Linked DNA regions of Mus musculus: all the other regions are linked to region 5. The links are chromatin contacts, called in public promoter capture Hi-C maps. All regions are on one chromosome and are shown on one strand. The core of a region is the stretch at or near the end of the contact, and the rest is flanking DNA. Distances in the headings are between cores, read along the strand shown.

Region 1 (2,700 bases), core at 123-2,622, 6.0 Mb after region 5:
ACTAGAAAACGTGGGCTCGTTCTTGGTCTGGAAACTGACTTCTTAGGTACCTTGCATTCTGAGACATATTTGGAAGTCTGGAGCTGAACCCTTTGGAGGCGTGGCCTTGAGACTACATTTCCCAGCTTGCCCTATGTTATCTGATTTCCTTGAACTTTGCTCGGGAACTTTATCGCCATGTTAAAAGATGAGTTTGGCGGTGACAAGCTTTAATCTTGTTTGAGAACTCAATTTCCCGTCGGCCCTTGGTCTACCTGATGCCTTAGGGAGCCCATTCATTCATTCATTCGAAATATTTTTTATTGCCTACTCTCAGGCTTAGTTCTAGTCATTAGGACTAAGAGGGTCTCAAAGAAAACAAATCGAGTTTACTTATAGCCGATGGGAGAGGGACAGATTCAAAACCAAAACAAGTACGGCATGGTGGCACTCCTTTAATTTCATCACTCCAGAGGCAGGAGGAGGCGGAGTTTTGTGAGTTCGAGGCCATTCTGTCTGCATAGTGAGCTTCAAACCAGGCAGGGCTACATACTGAGACCCTGTCTCAAAACAAAAATAACCCCCCCCCCACACACACACACACACAAACAAACAGACTCCTGTAATCCCAGCAATTAGGAGATGGAGACAGGAAGATCAGAAGTTCAAGGGCATTATTAATGAGTTCGAGCGCCATCCTATCTCAAAACAAATCGTAAAAAGTATGCAAAATTTATTTCTATCTCTCAGGATCCGCTATCCGCTATCATTTCCCATGCGCCTTGGGGTAGTCACTTTACAAAGTACACTACATTTCCCAGCATGCCCCAGTAGCCTGTCCGGCCGCTCTACCCAGATTCCCAGCACTCCCTAGGGACATGTCCTCCTTTAGGCAGTTCTCTTTTTGCTTGTTTTTTCGAGAGAGGGTTTCTCTGTGTAGCTCTGGCTGTCCTGGAACTCAGGACCAGGATCAGACCAGACTGGCCTCGAACTCACTGCCTCCCAAGTGCTGGGATTGAGGGCGTGCCTTTTGAGTTTTTCGTTCGACCCCTTCCAGCTCCGGATTTCTAAACGTGCCTCAGGATATATAGCGAGTCTAGCGAAGACTTCCGCTTGTAGAACCCATTTCCCAGCACTTCTGCCGGCCTGCCGGCTGCCTCATTCTCTAACCTATCTGCTCAAGTTATGCAAGGCTCCTCAATGGGGAGAAACTCCACTTCCCAGCTCGCTACGAGGGGCTTCTTTTTAGGCCCTTGCCCCCAGCGATAGCTACGCAAGTCTCAGGCGGGACTCGGTTACCCAGAGGGCTTTGGGTCGGCGCCGTGACGTCAATATACCGAGCGGGGGCTGGGCGAGCTTCTGGGCGGTGCTTGTCGCGCGGCGGTTCCCGGCGGCCCCCGGGGCGGGCGGGTGGCGGCTGTTCGTCGCCCGGTGCTCGCTCGCTCGCTTAGTAGGCGGGCGAGCGGCCGGCGCGATGTCCGGCGAGGATGGTCCGGCAGCGGGCCCGGGGGCGGCGGCGGCTGCTGCGGCCGCCCGTGAGCGGCGGCAGGAGCAGCTGCGGCAGTGGGGGGCTCGGGCGGGCGCCGACCCGGGCCCCGGGGAGCGGCGAGCCCGCACGGTCCGCTTCGAGCGCGCCGCTGAGTTCCTGGCGGCCTGCGCGGGGGGCGATCTGGACGAGGCTCGCCTGATGCTGCGCGCAGCGGATCCCGGTCCCGGCTCCGGCGCTGCGTCCGACCCCGCCGTCCCTCCGCCTGCCCGTGCCGTGCTCGACTCCACCAACGCGGATGGCATCAGCGCCCTGCACCAGGTCAGCGCCCCCGCCCCGCGTCTTCGCCACTCGGGCATCCTCCCTCCTCGGCCCTGATCCACCTCCCCTCGACTGTGCCATCGCTGAGGATCCCGCCTGCTCTGTGGCCGCCTCTTCTCTGTCATTCGTGCTGTCATCTCTCTCCCGTGCATTTTTTGCAGCATCGCTTACTTCCGTGCCTATGCTGGCCGGGTTCCTCCTTTCCTAGCTGGTACTTGTTTGACTGTGCTGAAGTCTTTCCTGACCCAGGCCTGTGGTTTCGTTCTCCTGCACTCTGACTTGACCCTCTTTAGGCCCAGGTCCTTCAGTGTCACTTCTTTGAAGGTCCATCCTGTTTGTGCCTTCCTCTTCTTCCCGTGACTTGTGCTGTACGTTGTGGCCTCAGGACAGTGTACCACGTTGTTTCCTTGAAAAGGCATTTCCTCTGTCGCGTCATCCTTTGCTTTTTTTTTTTTTTTTAATCTTTTCTCTTACCTACAATCCCATGTCCTTAATTACATTATCAATTCATCCCCCCCCCCCCCAATTTGGGGAGCTTGTCACCTCTTATAGAAGTTTCTCCTCAACTCTCTTTCTCTGTTTACATTGTTTGCCTTCCTGGAAACTTGTAGGCATTTGCTCTTCGAGGAGCTGGACCACTTTTCCTTTTGTTTTGTTGTTTTTCCTTTAGACAAGGTCTTGCTATGTAGCCCAGGCCATCCTCAAATGCAGGTCCTTATGTCTCTGCCCTCCTCCTCCTCCTCCTCCTCCTTCTTCTTCTTTTTTTCGAGACAGGGTTTCTCTGTATAGCCCTGGCTGGGAACTCACTGTAGACCAGACTGGCCTCCAACTAAGAAATCCGCCTGCCTCTGCCTCTGCCTCTGCCTCCCCAGTGCAGGGATTAAAGGCGTGCGCCACCATGCCAGGCCCTTCTC
Region 2 (2,700 bases), core at 187-2,686, 6.0 Mb after region 5:
TTTTTTTCTTTTGGAATGACCAATCATTTCCTAAGTATAACTTCTTACAAAGGGAATGTCTGGGTCAATAGTATACACGGATCATCCTGTGACAGGTGTCTGACTAGACTTTCAGGAACACCAGATAATTGACTCCCACCAACAGGGAGTTTCCCCTGATCCTTGCCAACACTGAATATTTATTATAATGTTGCCAATCTGATAATTGAAAAATATTTATCTCCTTGTCACCTTCATGAAGACAAACAGGTGTCAAGTGTGCTGACATTTTCTAGTGACAGGATGTATTTGTCCACTGTCTATAGCCTTTTTCCTAACTTCCTTTCTTTTCCTTCCTTCCTTCCTTCCTTCCTTCCTTCCTTCCTTCCTTCCTTCCTTCCTTCCTTCTGTCCGTTCGTCTGTTTGTCTGTCTGTCTTCCTTTCCTCCTCTCCTGCTTCTAGACACTAACACTTTAGTATGTTTTAAATATATTATTCTTTCCTTTTGGTGTATAAGTGTGTGGACACATACATGCCGTGGTGGAAGGTCAGAGGACAACTTTTGGGAGTTGATTTTATCTTTCCACCATGTTCTAGGAATCAAACACAAGTTGCAAAGCTTGTATGACAAGTGTCTCTACCCCATGCACCATCTCACTGTTGTTTTAAAGCCAGTATCCTTCTTTTCCTTCAAATCCAATGGTCCAGGTCTCAGTTTCCTCCCTCAGATCCAAAGCCCACACCCCAGACTTCCACTCTTAAACACAAGAGTCCAAATCCTACCCTTCTCCCTCAGACTCAGGAATCTATACTTCACCCTCCTCCCTCAGACCCAGGGGTCCAGGTCCCAGCCTTCTTCCCTCCTTCACAAGGCCTACACAGAAAGTGCTACCATTAACTATTATTTAGAGGAGAAAAACCATGGTTCATTCTACAGGGTCTCGATGTCTGGAAATGGAAATGCTTGGTACCAAACTATCTATCTATCTACTTTATTTATTTTCTTCCTCCCAGATAGTATTCTTCTGCATGGATCTGGCTTCCTAGAACTCCCTCTGTAGAACAGGCTGGCCACAAACTTATGGGTTTGCCTGCTCCTGTCTCCGTAATGCTGGGATTAAACGCGAGCACCACTACCACCCAGCTACTATTTTTTTTATTTCTTCCTTCTTTCCTTCCTTCTTTCCTTCCTTCCTTCCTTCCTTCCTTCCTTCCTTCCTTCCTTCCTCCCTCCCTCCCTCCCTCCCTCCCTCCCTCCCCCCCTCTTTCTCTCTCTCTCTCTCTCTCTCTCTCTTTTTCTTCCCGAACTTCAGGACGCCCTTGGATTGGTTGAGTGTGATGACATTTGATCTGGTAGCTGACACGCCTGTCAACCTCGGCCGCATTCCATCTCCAGAAACTACGTTTCCCAGCATTAAGTGCGCCATGGGCCTACTTCCTAAAGCCCCGCCTCCACATCTGGTCACTCCCCATAGCCGGGTTCTGGTGGCTGTGTGATTCCACGTTCACGCTACTCGAGCGCACGTGGGTTCCTGGGCAGCGCGTTCGTCCGCGGAGTGGCCTGGAGTGCAGACCCACGGACACCCTTTTCCCCAGCCTGGGATGAGCCGCTTTCTGCTGCCGGTGTCCGTAGTGGGCACGGTGATCGGCGGCACCGTGCTGCTCAAGTGAGTCTGCGCGTCTTCTCTGCGCGCTTGGTGGTAGGTTTGCGACAGGGGAATGCCAAACAAGGCCAGAGAAGTATCCCTTGTCCTAAGTCCTCGGACGAATTCTTCCCGCTCACTAGTATGGCTTTTCCGGGAGAGGAGGGCGGGTCACCTCTTCAAGGTCACCTAGGGAGAAGGGGTGGAGCATGGATCTTGTGCTCATTTTATCTCTGGACCACTCCTTCTCTACCCTTTCCTCTTTGCCCAGCCTGTTTGCCTCCCCTTCCTTCCTTTCTTCCCTTTCCTCTCCTCCCCCGTCCTTCTTTCCTTCCTTGCGTTTTTCAGACTGGGTCTCACCATGAAGCCTTGGCTGGCCTGGAACTCGTTATATTGACCAGGCTGATTTTGAATTCACGAGAGATCTGCCTCTGCCTCCTGAGTGCTGGGACCAAGGACATGCGTGTCTGTCACCGCTAACAGCTTACATGAGGTGTTTCCCTCCCCGCCCCCCCCCCCCCCGCATGTATGCATATGCTATGCTTTCGGAGGTTAAAAGAAGATGTTAGATCCCGTGGAACTGGAGTTATTGTGAGTCACCGTGTGGGGTGCTGGGAGCTGATCCTGGGTCCTCTGTAAGAGCAGCAGTGCTCTTACTGCTGAGACATCTCTCCAGCTTCTTGATGTATACACACCCGCTTCCCAATCATTGTTCTCCAACTTCCATGGACCCCTTCTGACACATGCTCCTTCCAACGTCATGCATTCTGTCTGTCTGTCTGTCTATCCATCCATCCATCTATAGACAAGGCAGCATGTAGCCTAGGCTGGCCTTGAGCTTGCTCTGTAGTCGAGGATGATGACCTTAAATTCCTGGTATTCCTGCCATTGCCTCCTGAGTACTGGGCTTGCAAGTGTGTACCACCACTTCTGGCTATTGTCTTTTGTTTTTATAAAAGTATGAATAAATGATTGTTACCTCTTGGAGATGTTCCAACGTATAATCCTTTTCTGAGGCCATGACGAGGACTCCCGTGTGTTTGGGTGCTTTGGTGATGGATGTGAGCTTACGAGTGCT
Region 3 (2,700 bases), core at 8-2,507, 5.4 Mb after region 5:
GCAGGGACGGAGGTCATGCCCCAGGGTGAGGCAGTACCCCACCTGACTCCAGTCCCTCCAATGCCCTTTCTCAGCTCACCCTCAACATTTCTCCGAGACGGACTCAGACGGTATAAGATTTGTGAGTCTAAGTGGGGTGCCTCTTCAAAGGGAATGGAGATCTCAAAGGTCTCTTCGTCCTTCACTGCAGAGAGGTCAGCAGAGGTCACCCCAGAAGTGGCCTGAACCTTATAGACCACCCCCAACCATTGCTGTCCCATGGACAGAGGGAACCAGAATGTCAGACCAAGGATGGGAAAAGAAAGGGTCCCCAGGTGCCTCACTTGTCCGCCAACGGTTGTTTCTGTCATTCATATCGAGGAGGCTTCCTGCAGACCCAGCAACTGAGCCCTTGGGGGCACTGGACAGAAGCAGGTCACCAAAAGTCGGCAGTCCCTGGAGAGGTGGAATACCTGTCCCTCCGGAGTAAGGAAGGATCACCAGTCTGAGGGAGGAAAGGACCCATACTTCTGGACAGAGTCAGAGGCTTCCAAAGTATGTACCCAGAGCGAGGGGGCTCAGCGAGAGGAATCTTGGTTGTGAAGGGGCTCGGCCCTTAAATTCTTTGGTTCCTCGTGGGGTCAACACCACAGGGAGACCTGGCCTGAATGAGAAAGCCCTTCATCATGGCCCATCTCCGAACCCAATGCCATAAATGGAGAAACAACCACCCCTAACTTCCATTCTTGGGGTAGGGGGTCCATCCTGCAAGCGTTCCCCTGTCCCAGCCGCCCATTCCTCCCGCACTCGCGTGGGCGAGTAAAGCCCCTCCCCGAAGTGGGAGCTGGGCGCGTGCGCAGTGCGTGGGAGGTCACGCGTGGGGATGCGCCCCCACCCTTTGTCCCACAAGTGGGAGGGGGCGACCGTGGCGAAGGGTCCCAGAATGGGCAACCGGCATGGGGGTGTCGACCGTGGGCACCGTTCCCCGCCTTTGGGTGCTCAGGGTACAAGGGGCCGAGGCCCCGCTCTCACCCACCCGCGCACGGACTCCAGCCCCGGGACCGACGGCAGTGGCGGCGCCCATGCCCAGCGCAGGGGAGCGTCTGCAAAGTGTCGCGGAGAGAAGCGCCCACCCACCAGTAAGCGGGCGTAGCGGCAGAGGAGGGGGAGAACTGGATGGCGGAGCGCGGAGACGTGGGCACTAACCGAATCAGGCCTGCCGAGCCTGGGGCGCCTCTTCCTGGAGCCCAGGTGAGGCCCGCCGTTTGCGCGGAGGTCGGGACCGCACTTGCGCGATAGCCCCTTGCAACACCCCTCCAACCCCCACCCCACACACAACCCCCCCCCCCTCCTTTCCCAAAGCCTAGGCAGGGATCCTCATGAAATTCTCATCCTGCACAGCTGATGCGGTTCCGGGGGTCCTCCGGGTGAGTGGCTATGTGACCAGTGGGCCGAGAAAAGTCAGAAGGTATGAGGCAGTAAGGAAAATTGAAGTGAAATTTGAGTCTCCTTTAATGATCCCTAAGTAGCTGATTAATACATGCATACCTTTAGTCTTAGCCGCTCCAACCTACCATAACCTCCACCCACCCCCATCCACGAAAAGGATTAAAGGAATAAGAGGACCAGGATGTGAGAATGGGTTGTGTGGTGGTTACTTCTCCGCAAAGTGTGGGTCAGGAATAGCCCACACTGGAGCCACCTGTGGAACAGCTACACTCCAGTCCTTGCTCCTCATTCCTCCATGGCCTCAGTTTACTCACCTGTTCAGTGGGAAGTTACTCTTAAAAGCCTTTGAGAGGATGTAGTTGTGTGACATACCAAAGGCTCAGCCCAGAACCGGACCACTCTTGGAGCTTAAGATCCAAGCGCTGTTGATATTATTTGAAGTCAGTCGGTGTAGATGCACAGCCTTTAAGACACTCCCCCTCTCCCTTCCGCCCCAAAAGAAGTCGTGTAAAGAGGCTATCTGCATAGGGCACATACACACACACAATCAGAGGAAAGGAGCAGCGAAGACATGTTTATTAGACCTACACTGCCTCTCCGGTTCACAAGCAGCATCCTCTTTGGGGTTCTGAAGCCCTAAGAGGCATGACTTAAACCATCCTTGCAGAGGAAGACTGAATGTGTCAACCAAGACTAAGCAGTTCATTTTTACAAATAAACTGCATCCTGGGTCAGCAAGTCCAGGGGGAACCACCTGCCCTAGATCAGTATTTCAAACCACAGAGAATTGTATAAAGCCAGGTGAACTGTATAAAGCTGTGCTTATGCTCTAAGATGCTATTTTTTTAAGTATATTAATGTGGATTGTAGTTTGGGTGGGGAAGGGGTAGTGTTCAGAACCTTTTTCCCAAAGATGCTAGGAATGTTGCGCAGTGTGTAAGGTGCCTAGCATGCACAAAGCCCAGAGTTTCAGTATTCTGGAAGTGGAGGCAAGATCATAAATCCAATGTCACCCTGAACTACATTACAACCTTATCTAAATAAATAAATAAATAAATGGCAGGTTTGGGGAAACTGAAGTAGGCCTAACTCCCAGAGGAAAACGGCAGACTTTCCCATTACCCAGTCAAGGTCTTTGTTCCAGATAGCATAAACTAAAATGTCTCCCAAAATGTAAGTAAGGATTGAGAATGGGGTGTGGTGTGCATTGAGTGTTCAATATAAGGTCCCTACTTCCAGTGTCAAAATAGAGACCTCTGACTACCCACTAAA
Region 4 (2,700 bases), core at 171-2,670, 5.6 Mb after region 5:
CAGGCTGGCCTCGAACTCAGATGTCTGCATCTGCCTCCTGAGTGCTGGGCTCAAAGGCGTGCATCACCACCACCCTAGCCAGGACTTCTCAACCTCACCAGCACAGAGATTTGGAGACAGGTCATTCTTTGTCAGAGGGGCTGTCTAATAAATGGATGGGTGTTCATCAGGATTCCTGACTCAATAGGATGGATGCCACTGGTAACAAAACACAGTGCCAGCTTGACCCTTCCCTAGTAAATCCTGAAGTCAGTACTGCAGTGACAGTACCCCAGGACAGTCCCATCAACATATAAGTCTCTTACTGCTTGTTCTACTCTGTCAATGTTCACATCATCCAAACAGAGAACCTCTGCTTCGTTCGATCGATCGTTCTCTGATGCATCCATCACCCACCAAAACATCAGGAGAGAGCATGCTCAGTAAAGACAGTCTGAGTGAAGAGAGGGAGGCACCCCCTTTTGACAGGTTATAAAGGATTTCTTTTTCAAAGGGCAATAGGCTATGAAGGATTGTTTTTTTAAAGGGCTGTTGTTCCTTTTGGCGTGTAGGTGACAAATGAGGTTCAGAAACTGTCTGTGCCTCTGAGGCCATATCTTTTAACACAAGAGGCCCAACGGAACAGGGACCCATCTTAGCAGTGAGAGTGCCCTTTAAGCGTCTGGGCTTTACGAGGAAGCTCTTGGGGTTTGGGATGTAGCTCGGTTATTAAGGGTTAATGACTGGCATGCACAAAGCTCTGGGTTCTTGTCACAGTACACCATAGAACTGGGCGTGGTGGCACAGGCAGGCCTGTAATCCCAGCGCGCAGATGAAGGCAGCAGGATCGTAAATTTAAGGTCATTGTCAGCTATACAGTGAGTCTGACGGCATCCTAAGCTACATGAGGTTTTATCTGGGAGGGAAAAAAGATCTCTTTGTTCAGATAGTCTAGGGACCAGCAGAATTATGAAACTTTTCCTTCAATGTTTGGGAAACTATCACCCGCTTTTAAGGAAATAACCCCCTTTTAGGAGAAAGGGGAGAAGGGAAAGGGCAGGAAGCTTTGCAAAAATGCAGCTAAACACACTGTCCTTACCCCTTTAAGAGGGCGGAGCCGGCCTAACAGATTAAATATCGGAGGCGAAATAGCGACCTTCCCTTTAAGGTACCCCTTCCGGTTTCCCGCTCGCCGTTCTCCAAACGACTCCGCCCTCCGGCCCTTCCCCCACCGCGCCCTCCGGTCTCTCACCTGTGGCCCCGGTCGGGGAGGGGGATCAAGGAGAACCCCAGGGCCTTCCCGCGGGGGCTGACGGGAAGCGGGGCCCGGCACAGCGCTGCGGGACCCGCGGCCCGGGAGGGGGCGGGGGCGCGCTCCCTCCCCACGGCCCCCGGCGCGAGGCACTCAACCTTTATCGGCGGCCTCTCGCGCACACAAACCCCGCCGCCGCCGCCTTCGTGCGTCATGACGCAACGCGCCAAGCCCGGCCCGGCCCCACCCACTGCTGGGGTTCGCCAGATGCAGAATCCCGGGGGTCCAAGCCTCAGGCCCGTGGTGTACACGCAGACCCTGTTCCCTCGTGCTGGGAAGGAAACTGAGGCACTCAACCTTCCTGCATGGCCTGGGATGGCCTGGGTCTCGGGAGTCTGAGTTGCCCCTACAAGCCTGCTTTTTTTCCCCTGCCTGCTGGTATCTGGGGCCAAGCTTGCTTTCTGAGCCTGTGCTGAGACTTTCGGATAGATTATTTTTGTTGTCTTAATTGTTTTTTGTTTTTGTTTTTTACTTTTTGAGACAATGGGCTCTTGTAGGCTCATGTAGCACGGGCTGGCCTTGAATTTTTTTTTTTTTTTCCGAGACAGTCCTGGAACTCTGTAGACCAGGCTGGACTCGAATTCAGAAATCCTCCTGCCTCTGCCTCCCAAGTGCTGGGATTAAAGGTGTGCGCCACCACTGCCCGGCTGCCTTTTTCTTAAGATCTATTTATTTTTACCTTCTCTGTATATGTGAGTTCCCACATGCATGTCTGTGCACCCCATGTGTGCCTGGTGCCTGAGGAAGCCAAAACAGAGTGTCAGATCCTTTGGAGCTAGAGTTACAGGGCAGTTGTGAACTGTCTGGTGTGGTCCCAAGGAACCGAAGCCCAGTCCTCTGTAAAACTAGCAGTTGTTCTTAACTACAAAGCTATCACCCCAGCCCTAACTTAGAGGGCTGGTGAGATGGCTCAGACTGATGGTACTGATGCTCGCTGCCCAGTGAAGCCATAGAGGAGTCTTAATCCAGCAACATGGCTATTGTGGCTGGAACACAGATATGACCTTAGTACACACCTTTAATTCCAGGAGACAGAGGCAAGCAGATCTCTTTGAGTCCAAGGCCAGCCTGGAATAGAGCAAGTTTCAGGTAAGGAAAAGCTTAGGACCAGGTTTGGTGGTGCATGCCTTTAATCCCAGCACTCAGGAGATAGAGGCATGTAGATCTCTGAGTTCTAGGCAACCAGTTCAGTTGAATCAGTGAGTTGAGAGGCTATGCAGAGGAGTTCAGAGGTAGTTTTCATAGAGATGGTTTTATAGAGACAAGTTGCAGGTGAAGACACAATGAGCCAGAGAATAAAAAGAAGCCAAATTAGAACAGATTTCTAGAGTTAGTTTGAGGTCAAGCAGAGCAATTCAGTCAGAAGCTGAGAGAATCAGTCACTTTGGAGAGGTGTTTAGGCCAGAGAA
Region 5 (2,700 bases), core at 11-2,510:
CATTTTTCCTTAATAAACCAAGCTGCAAAGAAGACTGCGTCCAGACCAGTTAGTTTCCTAGAAGTAGTAGAAAGCTCAGCTAGCCACTTGGAAATTTAGACAACTGAGTATCATTGAAAAGACACTCCAACCTGTTCAATTGACTTTCACTGTTGGTATTTGTTGATATTTTAGTTTGACTCATGCTCTGTAACCATGCTAGCCCAGAACTAATAATTCTCTTCCCTCTGGCATCCTTTGTAGGAATTGCATGGTGTACATCAGCATGAGTTACAACTTTAGCTATCTCTGGTCCTGAGATTGATGGATGCCAAATATACAAATACAGACAAACACAAAACTTTTCATATGCTAGGAGTTTAAGATTTGCTTGAACTCTGTTTAACTTTGTCTTTTTTGTAGTTGTGTACAAGAGTTACATTTAGTTTATGGCCAGTTGGTGGCTGCTGCTCTCTACCTCTATAAGCGGCGCCCTCAGGAGAGGGCGAGTTGCAGAACTTGCTGGCCTCACACAGATCCTGATTTCTTTTTTTTCCTGGAGAGGCAATTTCTGCTTTTTATTGATATTCAGGCTAGTCAGCCAACTTTCTAGCTACCGGACAGATCTAGTTGAAGCTTAAGGAGCTGTGTGTGTTCTCTTAGGGCAACACTGAAGAAGAGGCAAATCAAGTGCCATAGGAGTGGTATTAGAATACAAAGGGAGGGGGTATTTAAGCAGACAACAGGGAAATGTAGGAGTCACTATGGATTTAAATTCGACTCCCTGCAAGTGGCTTCCAACAGTGGACTAGGAGGCCAAGTGCCCTGAGCTAGTTCAAGAGGCTAGGCATGGGCTCTCCATCGGATGTCTGCCCAGCATTTGGGTACACATGGAGAAATCCCGCAGTTCCCCCGGAGTTTGAGTTCATCTATACAACCACAGCCTCTTTTGACCTCCAGTCTAGCATCCTTGTATTCTGTTTGCCCCCAAGTTGGAAAACACTGGGGTGGGTGGCCCCAGACTATGGCCGAGGACTTCAGAAAAGAAGACAGATGAAAAGGGTTGTTTGCTAGCGTACATGGCGCTTCCCAGCACACATCCCTTTTGGCCTTTGTTCCAGGTGATGAAGTTGCACAGCTTCCCCACCCACAGACGCATATCTGAAGGAACTACGTTACCCAGAATGCACTATCCACAGAGAGAGGAGCATGAGCCAATGAGAATTTAGGATAGTACCATCTTCGGGTTTGGCTGGAGGAATGGGGCGGGATTTCCGGCTGCGCTCTGTGGCGCTCATTTTAGCGGTTTTTGGGTCCCTCCTTCCAGATCGTGTGCAAGACCCCTTTGTCCAGAGGTGTACGGATCGAAGAATCTCAAAGGAGCGGTTCTAAGGGCGTAATATTCATCGCAGCCCCGGCACTGACAGTGGCAGTATTGTCCAGGTCCCTCGTCCCCGTTTCCCCGTTGTCTGCGCTCGCTTACTTGGATGGCTGTGCCCACGCTCATGCACCAGGCTTAGGTAAGTGGTGCGACATTTGTGGCTCCCTTGTCCTCGCCACTTATCTTGCAGAGTCGGAATTAGGGAGTCCCCTTAAGTCGCTACTCCCCAGATCCCTGTATTAGTAGGAGTACGTGATTCGGCTTTTCTATTTGCAAAGCTACAATGAGGAGGCGGAGTGGTACAGCCAGGGCCATAGTGTGTGTAATTTCTTGGAGCGACGCTGAAGTGTGGACTATTTAGGCCCGTAATAATGAGATGAAGTGTTGTACCATTTTCCCCATGACAGGAATTCGTGTTATGGAAAAACTACACAGACTTGAGTGTGGGTTTTAGGGTTTCCAAAAAGCTGCTGCTCGTGATGAGAGTATGTATGTATATATGTATGTATATTCTCATCTCAGCTAGTTCTTGGACCACCCTAGGGTTTTCCAACCTGGGAGTTGTGTGGAGATATATTATAGGCCAGTTGAGTCATTGTTCAAGGGTCCATAAGTAAGCACAAGCACTGAGGATTTAGGATCAGATGTAACGAGGGCATCCCTATGTCACTTTGCTCCGGGTTGGGAGAGGGTATAGGAAAACCTAAAGCTTTGGGTCCCTGCCATCATTCATAACATCTCTCATCTCACAGGTGTCCATGACTGCAGAAATGGATATGGCCCTCATGCAGGTGAGGAGAATATGTCCTAGGCTGTCACTGAGATATTTGTCTTGAGTCAAAGGGGCCTTAACAAATTGAAGATTGGAGTAGTTCCTTTTGGTAACAAACAATAGAATGTGATCTGTAAGGTTGACGCAGGCATTGATTGGCATGTGTAAATGTTTGGAGATGAGGCTCATGTGGTTCATAGAACCCCAAGTGTTTTCTTCTGAGGGAAGTGAAAGCAGCAGGGCAGGATTCAGATCTGGAATGAATCTCAGCGTTCTGCTTTAGAGTGATGAGAGTAATTCAACATTTAGGGAAAGGAAAGGGAAGAGGAGGGAGGTGATCTAATCTTAGTCACATAAGCCTCCATGTTTCTGTGGCATGGAGAACCCAGTTATTGTGAGGAAGTCAATAAGACCATGGGGGAAGCTGCCATAATAGTTTGGGAAAGTGTTAGCAGTGATTACACCAGGGTGAAGATGGAGGAAGTGGCAGGAGTCTAGATTAGTTTTGAAATTGGAGCTGCTTAGAGTCTCAGATTTTAAAGAAGGGAAGATACTATTTATACAGGCT

Evidence for each region. Promoter capture Hi-C pulls out the DNA fragments that hold promoters and counts their contacts.
Region 1: a contact with region 5 is called in a promoter capture Hi-C map of pre-B cells. The contact joins the promoter of Ppp1r12c here to the promoter of Zik1 in region 5. A contact is called at or near these places in 5 of 39 promoter capture datasets (cranial neural crest, frontonasal cranial neural crest, maxillary cranial neural crest and 2 more).
Region 2: a promoter capture Hi-C map of frontonasal cranial neural crest shows a contact between it and region 5. The contact joins the promoter of Rdh13 here to the promoter of Zik1 in region 5. A contact is called at or near these places in 4 of 39 promoter capture datasets (cranial neural crest, frontonasal cranial neural crest, maxillary cranial neural crest and 1 more).
Region 3: a contact with region 5 is called in a promoter capture Hi-C map of pre-B cells. The contact joins the promoter of Ccdc106 here to the promoter of Zik1 in region 5. A contact is called at or near these places in 5 of 39 promoter capture datasets (cranial neural crest, frontonasal cranial neural crest, maxillary cranial neural crest and 2 more).
Region 4: a contact with region 5 is called in a promoter capture Hi-C map of pre-B cells. The contact joins the promoter of Zfp628 here to the promoter of Zik1 in region 5. A contact is called at or near these places in 5 of 39 promoter capture datasets (cranial neural crest, frontonasal cranial neural crest, maxillary cranial neural crest and 2 more).

The regions. Positions count from the first base shown.
Region 1 is chr7:4,500,352-4,503,051 of GRCm38.p6, reverse strand. Ppp1r12c (protein phosphatase 1, regulatory subunit 12C) reads left to right here and starts at 1,372. Exons shown (of 22, transcript NM_029834.3): 1 at 1,372-1,786. The coding sequence starts at 1,454.
Region 2 is chr7:4,444,393-4,447,092 of GRCm38.p6, reverse strand. It overlaps Rdh13 (retinol dehydrogenase 13 (all-trans and 9-cis)), which reads left to right and starts at 1,436. Exons shown (of 7, transcript NM_175372.4): 1 at 1,436-1,646. The coding sequence starts at 1,582.
Region 3 is chr7:5,055,283-5,057,982 of GRCm38.p6, reverse strand. It overlaps Ccdc106 (coiled-coil domain containing 106), which reads right to left and starts at 1,257. Exons shown (of 5, transcript NM_146178.2): 1 at 324-1,257; 2 at 80-184. The coding sequence starts at 354. Gm15510 (predicted gene 15510) reads left to right here and starts at 867. Exons shown (of 4, transcript NR_166619.1): 1 at 867-1,230.
Region 4 is chr7:4,913,937-4,916,636 of GRCm38.p6, reverse strand. Zfp628 (zinc finger protein 628) reads right to left here and starts at 1,420. Exons shown (of 3, transcript NM_170759.2): 1 at 1,232-1,420.
Region 5 is chr7:10,493,941-10,496,640 of GRCm38.p6, reverse strand. It overlaps Zik1 (zinc finger protein interacting with K protein 1), which reads left to right and starts at 1,260. Exons shown (of 4, transcript NM_009577.3): 1 at 1,260-1,499; 2 at 2,113-2,151. The coding sequence starts at 2,119.